Regions from separate parts of the Gossypium hirsutum genome. Here region 1 is linked to region 2. The links are chromatin contacts, called in public Hi-C maps. All regions are on one chromosome and are shown on one strand. Each heading gives the region's core, a stretch centred on a gene start, on an enhancer-like site or on the middle of the called end of the contact. The rest is flanking DNA. Distances are from core to core; before and after follow the strand shown.

Region 1 (5,351 bases), core at 2,515-5,014, 120 kb before region 2:
GAAAATCTTAAAATTTTATGAAAATTTTAAATAATTTTATAATATTTTTTGTATTTTTATGAAAATGTTGATATTTTTTATTAAAAAAATCTAAATTCCTTTAAATTATCAGAACTTTCATAAAATGCAAAATACATATATATATATATCATATAGTTTTAAGATTTTCTAAAAAATCATAAAATATGATATATGGTAACAGGGTATATAGAATGAGAGTACAGGAATTAAATTGTACTTGGGCCAAATTAATAAAAAATAGTATAAGTACCAAAGTGATAATTTAACTATAGTACAAGGGCTAAAAAAACATTAAACCTTTATTTTATATAAAAAAATTTCAACCGTTCAATAAATATTAATATATATTATTTTAGATTAATTTACTAAAAATATTAGATCAGATAAAAAATTTACGAAAATAAATAAGAAAAAGTGTATTAGATCCCTCCCTTTCCCTTATAAACCTTGAATCAGAAGTTAATTAATATGTGAAAACCCCCAAACATGTAAACCCTACAGAACAGCCCACCCCCCAACATGAATAGCTTTCCTTGTCCTAATACCTAAAATAATTCTGACTTTGAAATTTGGAAAATACTTTTAGTTGGACAAAAAGAAAAAAAAATTGAAATAACAGTGAGTGGAGCAGCCAAATCCAACAATGTAGCAGAGATGAATAATATCAAACATACAAGCTTCATTTAATTGTTCATCATCACCAATCTTTGATCTATGATTTCCACCCCAAAAAAGAAAATAAAGGAAATGAAGAATATGATATAATATGTTATGGAGGTGGTTTATTATCCACAACTTTTTTCAAGGGTTGAATTCTTTTTAATACAAAGTAGAAGATAAAATTGTTCAGTGATTGAATTCAATCCATAAATAATTTATTAATTCAACTTTCAACCCTTCACCAATCACTCTTTTTGTTGCAATTTTGTATTAATCTAGTAGTTTTAATGATAATTATTATTCTTGCTTAATTAATGATACTTTTATATATAACTAAAATATGTTATAAGTCTAACAACAGAAGTTAGGTGAGATAGAAATTGTCTCTTCTATCTAAATCTGTGATACGATGATTCGATCTTTGCTTCAGATATGGAATATCTTTAAAATTCGTGGTCAAAATCTATCCCCTTAATTGGTCTACAAAATACAAATGATTAGTGACTAGGCTCGCTCCGATAAATACTTTAATTACAAATATTACAAATATTAAAACGACATTGTAACCACTTGATTTGATACAATCACATGGAGTTTTTAATTTTGATAATACTTACACTTATGATTGTCTTAATCACACTATTGAGTTGATCTTTGCTGTTAAGCAATTTGGGATTTAAAGCATTTTTTATCATTTTATCTACTAATCACCTACATTTTAATCCTTCACAGCTGCCCACTTTGAAAATTAGACTTAATTAAAAATTAATGTGAATATATTTTTTTAAAATAAGGTAAATACTACATTTTTTTTATTTGGATTTTTAAAATTATAACTCATAATTATACACAAATTATAAGAAATTGCAACCTACAAGGAATTGAATAATTAATTGAACATTAAAATCCTAAAATCTGGATTTTATCATTTAAGACAATTAAGCTTTACGGAGATAAATAATATTTTTTAAGTAGAATAAATTATCCAGAGTTTAAAGGTTTTTGGGTAGAAGATACTTGATTTGCAGAAAATCTTAGTTTTTGGAGGAATTGAAAGAGACAATATTATTAGATTAGATTAAACATGAGAGATGGAATGGAAAAATAACACATAAAAACAAAATTCACCAAACCCTAATTTACAAATAAGATTTGAACCTTAACTTTTTCCAACAAAAATTGATCCCAGAGATTCATAATATACTATTACCCCTGTGAACCTTTGTCTTCATTTTATGATTCATTCTTCCCCTAATTATTAGGATTGCATGGACAAACTCCTATTTAACGCGGAATATAAATTAATGGGTGTAACTAATTAAACCGAAACATTATCCACGTAAAATTTTATATTCCAATTTTGAAGTCTTAAGTAAAGGCTAGTCCTTGTAAGCAAAACCTAAATCGTAAACCAACCATATTGTATACATTCAACGTACGGCCGCATGCATTCCATTAAATAAAGAAATCCCCAATCCAGTTAATGTCATTTAAAGTAGCATTTAAACTAACACCAAATCTATCAAGCTTCTTTTATTTTTTTTTATTACAACTTTTTTCAATTTTTGTTTCGCTTAAATCTTTGTTTCAGTTTGATATTACTATAACTTTAGGAAAACATCAAAAATTTTAATTAAAATCCCACCTATAATTCATTAATCACTAGTGATTTTTTTATATTTTTTATATCCGTTTTACGATAAATGTTTAAAGTTTTTAGCTTCTCCTCTTCATTGCATCTCTCTCGTAGACATGTAATATATTTTATCATTACACTTTACATTTTATGATTATTTAATTATACTTTTCAAAGCTACCGTTATTAAACAAAATATATGTTTTTTAATATTTTTCAATGATATTTATGGGCAATTTGAATCGTTGAATAAATTTAAATAAAAAATTACTGAGTTATGCATCTAGATATACACACTGCTACTTTACAGTTTACTGTTACAGACAGCTGAGTGATGCACATTGTGTGTGGTGGGAAAAAGAAGTGAAACTTAAATAAGATTGGATGTTGGCAATGACCAATGGAAACCAGCACAAGTATATTTTTTTTTCTTTCTTTTTAGCTTTTTTTGTTCACCAAAGGTCTTTCACCAAACACAAACAAAAAAAGAAGCTAACTTTGTTTGTTTTAACCTTTTTAATTTTCTTTTCTTAATTTCATTTTTTTTTTGTTTTAATATTCGTTTTGGTTTCATTTCATGTCTGGCAAAATATTCGAATCAGCTATCTGATGTACATATATATATTTTCTTATAACAGTCCTTAACGGTTTAACTGTTCAATTGGGTAGAAAAATAGGAAAGAAAATAAGATAAAAAGAATGGCCCCAAATCCTTGATAAATTTTCACTCTCTCACAGGTACATTGGTAGTTGATAATACATACAAGCCACACCTCAGTGAGGAAAATATTTCAAGTTTTTCTCAGATTTACAAATCTAAAAAAACCCACATAAAATCAAACAATATTCATGGGTTTTTGGGTCATATCAGTTAACAAAAAAAAATAATAAAGAAAAATAATAAAGGGAAAATCTAATAAAAAGAGAAGCAATGAAGCAGCTTCACCTTAATTTCATATATATCCTCCATTTAAAAGCCTAACCATATAAAAACAGTCTTATTATCTGAGCATGGACGTTAGAGACTGGAAAACAACTTCTTCACAAGGAATGGTGAGGCCCATGTCGTGATCAAACCCGAATTCTTCTTCAGCTTGATGAAGCAAGCTTTGAAACTCGGGTCGGGTCAAGAAGGAGATGGGAACTATATATCTGCTTCTGTTTTCACCAACATATACCACAAAATGACCTTTCGGGACATCCAAAGGGAGTCCTTGTTCATCAGCGTAGCTTTGTTTCTTCCCTAAGCTGGAACATCTTTTCAGGATTTGCTTTATCATTGCTGTTTGTGCCAATTTGTTTGATTTCCTGCTGATAGCCATTCTCTTTTGGGATTGCAAATAAGAGTTGAGAGGAAAAAGAGAGGTGTGTTTAAAAGAGGTAAGGAGGGTATATATGGTGAGCCAATAGATTTTCAAGGAGATTGAGAAACAAAGTCATGTGGGGTTGTGGGGACAAAGTTGAGAGATGGGTATGGTTTTGGGATGAGGGGGGGGGGGTCTGAAAATGAGGTCACAAGACATCCCTGAAGGCAACGCATTGGGTTTAAAACCCCAATGTTGCCCTCCCAAAGGACATCATGGTCCCTCTTTCTCTCTCACCTGCCTTCGTCAACTTTTTCAAGCTTCCAACCAAACTAATTCTTCTCTATACTACTTGCTTGAGAACTAACCACCAAGTCCAGCCCCTTGTCCTTCCCATGCTTCTTATTCCTACTTACGTATATACTCCTACGCTCTTTAAAATATCTTCCAATTTTAAATGTTACTGATTTAGCAATATAAGAGTTAAGACTTCTTACCTTGCTTTCTTGCTATCCATTAAGTGAAATTTCTTCCACGGGATGCTAATTTCCGAGGGTTAAAAATTAGAGAGAGTTGCATTTTCTATAGTACATAGGGTGAAGTTGGATTAAATCAGGTAAAATTAAGTGAATTTGAGTTGATAAGTTATATTTTATCATCCTAATTCAATTAATTTTTTTTGAATTGAGTCGAGTGAAATTGTTTCAGTTAAATTAAAAAATTAAACTTATCAAAATAAAATCTTGTTACAATATATAACTAGTTCCATATTAAGCATATAAATTTAAAATCATATATATTTAGAAACTCTTTTAAAGTGAAATAATAAAAAAAGGTATTTTAGTATGATAAGCTTAAATTGGCAATTTACTTGTTTAGATCATCAAAATTATTATTTTAATTATTTTAATTTTTAAGCATTTTTAAAATTTTTTTAGAATTTTTAATTTTTAATTTTTAAAAATATATATGAAAAGTTGATTTTTTTTATAAATATTTTGATTTTTAAAAAATATTTTGAATTTTTTTTTGAAAGTGATCAATTTGCTCATTTTCGAAAGGCTTAATATAACATTTGATACCTAAGCTTGACACTTTTTTCTAATTTGGTACCTAAACTTTTTTTGTCCCAATTTGGTACCTGAACTTTTTTTGGCCCAATTTGGTACCTGAACTTTACACTTTTTCCTAATTTGATACCTAAACTTTTTTTAGGCCCAATTTGGTACCTAAATTTATTAAACGTTATACAAATTACGCAAAAAATAAATTTTATGTTATGCTACAAATATATTGTCAGTATTAGAGGAAATTTATGTCAAAAAATAGGTATTGGGCTATGCTTAACGAATTTATATTAAATAAGAAAAAAAAAGATTTTTAAAAACCCCAAATTAAAAGAAATTTATTATTTTTAATTAATTAATTAAAACTAAAAGTAATTGAACATATAAAACACAAAAAATATCATATCATCTTTCACATGTCGGTCATACATTGATTATTAAATAACATTGTTAGTATATTGAAGTAATTGGTAAAATGTTTGACAAGTACCAAATCGAACAAAAAAAAGATTAGGTACCAAATTAGGAAAAAGAGTCAAGTTCAAGTACCAAATTGGACCCCCAAAAAGTTTAAGTACCAACTTAAGAAAAACTATCAAGTTTAGGTACCAAATTGGACCAAAAAAAGTTTAGGTACCAATTAGGAAAAAGTAACACCCCTAT
Region 2 (5,228 bases), core at 55-2,554:
ACCATATGATTGATTGCCTCGTCCACGTGATCCTCGTCCACCTCTATTTCTGCCTCTATATGCTCCACGGTATCCTCCACGATTGCTCATACCTTGTCCAAAATTATCTTTAGCTCCTCTTTTGTTGAAGGACAACTTGCTTTGCAAGACTTGGTCCGAATTTCCAGTATCATCAGTTAGCTTCATTTTATGCTCATGGGCTTGGAGGGAACCCACAAGTTCGTCGATTGATATTTTTGATAAATCTTTTGACTCTTCAATGGCAACCAACACATAATCAAATTTGCGTGTCAATGACTGCAAAAGTTTTTCCATTACTCTGACATCATCAAGTGTTTCTCCATTTCTTTTCATTTCATTTACCACCGCTTTCACTCGAATAACATAATCATCAATACTTTCTGATGGTTTCATTTTCAACGTCTCAAATTCGGCTCTAAAGGTTTGTAAACGTACCTTTTTGGCCTCTTTTGCTCCTTGAAGGGATTTTTACAAAATTTCCCATGCTTCGTTGATGTCTTCGCATTTGAAATTTTTTCAAAGGTTGATTCATCAACACCTTGAAAAATAAAGAACACCACCCTATTATCTTTTTTATGAGCTTCTTTCAATACTCTTTTTTCTTCATTTGTCAAACCTGCTTCGGCAGCTGCATTTTCGAGCTCGACATATCCTTCTTTGATAATGTCCCAACAATCTTGAGAATCGAGCAAAGCCCTCATCTAGATGCTCCAATTGCCATAATTTGTCTTTGTTAATTTCGGGATCTGCGGTTGAATCATATTTGCCATTGTGACGTCAACACGAACCTAACTCTAATACCACTTGTTGGAAGAGTAATAAAAAAATAACTCAAATACTAATTTTATTACACACAAATAAAATATAATACAAATTCTCTTTTATTTTTTCTCCCTATACTAGTTGCAGCTAGTTTTTCTTTCTATACTCACAACATTTTTTTTCTCAATACTAGTTAATTTTTCAGCACTCACACACACAAATTATACATATATATATAGACATAATCAGCCCATTTTTCCCTGCCGTGTAAGACTCTCCAATGTTTGCTGCCATTATCCTTGAAATTTCAGCATTATCCAATTTGTAAAGTTGTATTCAATTTGAAAACCAAGTTGTATGAGGTAGAACCCAATTTGGATATGACTTCTTTAGTTGCAAATTTTGACCTTGAAAAGTTGGTTTGATTTCTAACAACAACTCCTCCGACATCTTTGCCTGAGTTTGCAGCCACCACATCAATAGAACGTTCCAGATTTGGATACACAGCCGTCGACGAGCATAAATCATTTACATGCCTCTACTTACCTCAAAAGAAACAAACTATCGGAATAGCCTTATATTCCACCCATTGAACGGCGCTATCGACCACAACCTGAGACACTAGGGGCTTCTTGAGGTTGATAAACACAGCCAAACAGCGAATCGACCTCTGGTTCAGTTATCAGTCTAGAAATCCAACTTAGCTACTTTTCTAACTAGCCTCCCGATAGCCTCCACAATTTTCTATCTAGACATAAAACCTCTTTTTGGGAATGTACATGCTTCAATAAAATCACGTCGAAATTCATGTATTATTTCTGGTCAAATTCATAGAGTTTTACCCCTCATGCACACATCATTAGCATTCAACAATGCTAAGGTATTTCATTCAATTAGTAGATAATATTAAGGTATGATTCAGTGACTATTTATGGTAGGGGCTTTGATTTGAAGGTGAGGTAAAAATTTAATTCTAGTGTGGAAGAAAATAGCGTCACGTTAAAAGGGTCGACGCACATGAAGCCCATGTTCCCTTTTGTCTAAATTAGGGAGCAGAAAGGTTCATCCACCAACCTCTCATCTCCTTACCTATAGTATACAACGTTGTATCCCTTATTCTAAATTGCAAACATGGACTTCCCTAATCTGTAAATATATATATATACACAAAGGGAATACTTAACAAACCAGATGATCTTATTCTAATTAAGAAAACAAAGAGAATGTGACCCTTACAACAAATACCCTGAAAGACCATGTATATATGTATGGAGTTCCAAATGCAACACTAACAGAGTCTAAACCACACATTTGACAAAGGGAAATGAAAGCACAAACTTTTGGAAACCTACTCCTAAAATTGAATATATTGAAGGGTGTGATGAAGAAATGAGAAAAAAGGGGTGCTGGCCCCATTTTTACAGCTAAGCTCGCTTCTATATGAACCATGGACGGAAAGGACCTTACGGATGGTACCTTTGAATTAAACGGGGAGATGAAGCACATGTAGTGTGTAAGACAAAAGGAAGCAATAAATGCTATGTTTCAGTTGATGGTCTGCTACACGACTCTGTATTATCATAAGTTCTGGTGCTTTGCATGCTATTTCAGGGTGCAAGAATTATATTGCAAGTGGTCCAAGCCAGCTGGGTGGATGGTTTGTTGTGTATGGGACGTCCTAACCACGAGCCTCGAAGTTTCGAGGAAATTTGGGTAGCTTTTGCGCCATGGGAAGACAGTTAAAAGTTAAAAGGCAGACATTTTAATGACTGAAAATTATGACTGTCAACAAAATTTATAACTACACATGGCAACTATCTGTATCAAAAATCTTCCAATAGTAGATTCTTATTTTTGGCCGCTGACATGATGTGAAAAATAAAACGTCGATAATGATAATGTATTGCAAAGAAAAGAGAAAAAAATAAAGAATACAAAGATTTTACGTGAAAATCCTTTCGGGAAAAAGTCACGGATAGAAGAAAAGATAATTCATTAAGTTAAATTCGAATGATTACAAGAGGAGTAGACTATGTTTATTTATAAGTTTATAAAATCATATTCTAATAGAAAAATTGTAATAAGATTGAAACACATTATTCTAATCAATATATATCAAATAGATGAAATGTAATAAGGTTTAAAAACCTTATTTTAAAATAAAATAAAAGAAGTGTAGTTGTATATAGATTTTACTTTTATTTTATTTTACCATACTATTTTATTTTAATAAGGATTCAGGTCACTCAATTCTAACGCATACATGTGTTCCTCAGGTGAAGGCTCTCTCACCATCTTTTATTGGTTGGCCAGATAGGCGATCAGCTGGAGTTATTGTTAAGAGGGGGCGAAGCCACCCCCATCGTCGAACCTTATCGATGATTTGAGTTGAAGCCGAAAGATCAGTGACAAGATAAAAGGATGAAGACTGTAATGTCATGCAGTGAGGGGAATATAAGCTTTTAAAATATTAAACCCGAAGGGGAAAATGTGAAGTTGAGTTAAATATGGTTGGTTGAAAAGGATACTAATAAGGGAAGCTTTCCTAGTAGACTCTTGGACATTCAATCCAAAGTCAGAATTATCATAAAAACTGCAAGTCTGGAACATATTTCAGGTTAAATTTAGATTTTATAGAAACCTCAAATTTTGAAATCTACAGTGAGATTATAGTGTATATTCACACTTCCATTACATATCATCAACTATACCATAAACAGACAGCCGGTTTGAATTTTATTGGATTCAGATTTTTTTCAAGTTTGGACTCTTTCGGATTCAAATAATTTTATAGTTTTTAAGTTTAATTTCAAATGTAACAACGCAATTCAAATTTGTCTTATAAAATAATAAATTATATATATAATAGAGTCCCTTTATATAAAAATAATTAAATTTTTAGTTGTAGATAAAATTTATTATTATATGATATGTATATAAATTTATGAAAATATTTTTTATTGTTTATTATTATATTATATTGACAATTGAATAACTTTTATCTTTTTATAAAACTAATACCCATATTCTAAAATACTTATTCTAAAACTCAAATATCTTATACTAAGCTCAAACCCAAATAATATACTCCTTATTACTCAAAGTCAAAATAAACTAATTATAGCTCAAATCCCATATCCAAAATAAAAAAGAAATTAAGCTCAATACTCAAATACAATTTGTAAAAATTAAACCCAATTCAAAATCTAATTTAATAAAAATATTTTTTTATTCAGATATTAAAATTTTAATAATATTTTAGACATTACTAGTTATAAACATGTAGCGTAATATACTAAATTACACATAACTATTTATATTATATATTTTATTATAATCTATAATATAATAATAGTTATATATATTATAGTTTTAGTCATGATTATATCTATACTATATTATTATATAATATAATAGTGTATCATATTGTTAGTTATAAACATGTAGCGTAATATACTAAATTACACATAACTATTTATATTATATATTTTATTATAATCTATAATATAATAATAGTTATATATATTATAGTTTTAGTCATGATTATATACTATACTATATTATTATATAATATAATAGTGTATCATATTGTTAGTAATTAAAATCAAATTAACCAACCAAATCGAGCTAATTCAAGCAAATCAATTGATAAATTCTATTTTGATTTTGGACCAATTCATAGTTATATATATTTATACGTTAAAAATAATTTATTACATTATATAATACTATATCACATATTTTAATAGTAGTACATAATATATTAATTATTATTTATCAGTATATTAGTTGAAATATACTTAAAGTTCTTATACTCTTCATATATTTGAAAGTCCGCCCTCCTACTATATTATATAATGTTAAATCATATCATATCATAAATAATATAGTAATAGTTTATATATATGCATTAATGATTAAACATTATAATATTATGCAATACTATATCTTTTATTATAGTATATAATATATACATATATATATATTAATAGTTTTAGTAATAGTTATATACTATGGGAGGGATCCACTCCCACCAAGTAGTTTTACACTCTTTCGTATCAATATGTATTAATAGTTTTGGTAATAGTTATATATTCAATTTTTTTAGTCTCAAACTTTCTTGGCTCGAATTTTCTTTAACTCAAAATTTTTCAAGTTCAGATCATTATGAACTCGGATCGAAATAATCTAACTATTTAGGGGAAAAAAATTGGTGATTTTAGTTTAATATCACCCTTGGAAAAACACTCATTATAAAACATGTTTTTTTAATCTGCCGAAAGAATGAAAAAAAAATCAATCTGAGTCTTTGTTGTCGATAAAAGAAATTAATTAAGTCTTTTTGTTAATAGTTTTTGTCTTTGATCATATTCACCAATAAAATCAATTGATGAATTAATCAAATGGTGCCACATAGCATCTTCGGTTTTAATCTTACATTTTCC

Evidence for each region. Hi-C and Micro-C count contacts between places; a contact is called where the count stands out from the background.
Region 1: a Hi-C map of leaf shows a contact between it and region 2, with 1.9 times the contacts expected there. The contact joins the promoter of LOC107917540 here to the enhancer-like site in region 2. A contact is called at or near these places in 3 of 34 Hi-C or Micro-C datasets (all in leaf).

What each region holds. Positions count from the first base shown.
Region 1 is chrA01:22,364,340-22,369,690 of Gossypium_hirsutum_v2.1, reverse strand. It overlaps LOC107917540 (auxin-responsive protein SAUR50), which reads right to left and starts at 3,764. Exons shown (of 1, transcript XM_016846869.2): 1 at 3,009-3,764. The coding sequence starts at 3,639. The coding sequence ends at 3,319.
Region 2 is chrA01:22,244,952-22,250,179 of Gossypium_hirsutum_v2.1, reverse strand. No RefSeq gene overlaps it. Among protein-coding and RNA genes, the nearest start is that of LOC107916789, 21 kb to the left of the region's middle. Within about 2 kb of position 1,304, at least 4 of the 9 cell types and tissues checked have an H3K27ac peak or open chromatin away from gene starts, as enhancers often do. A contact at or near this core is called in leaf, where this site is marked.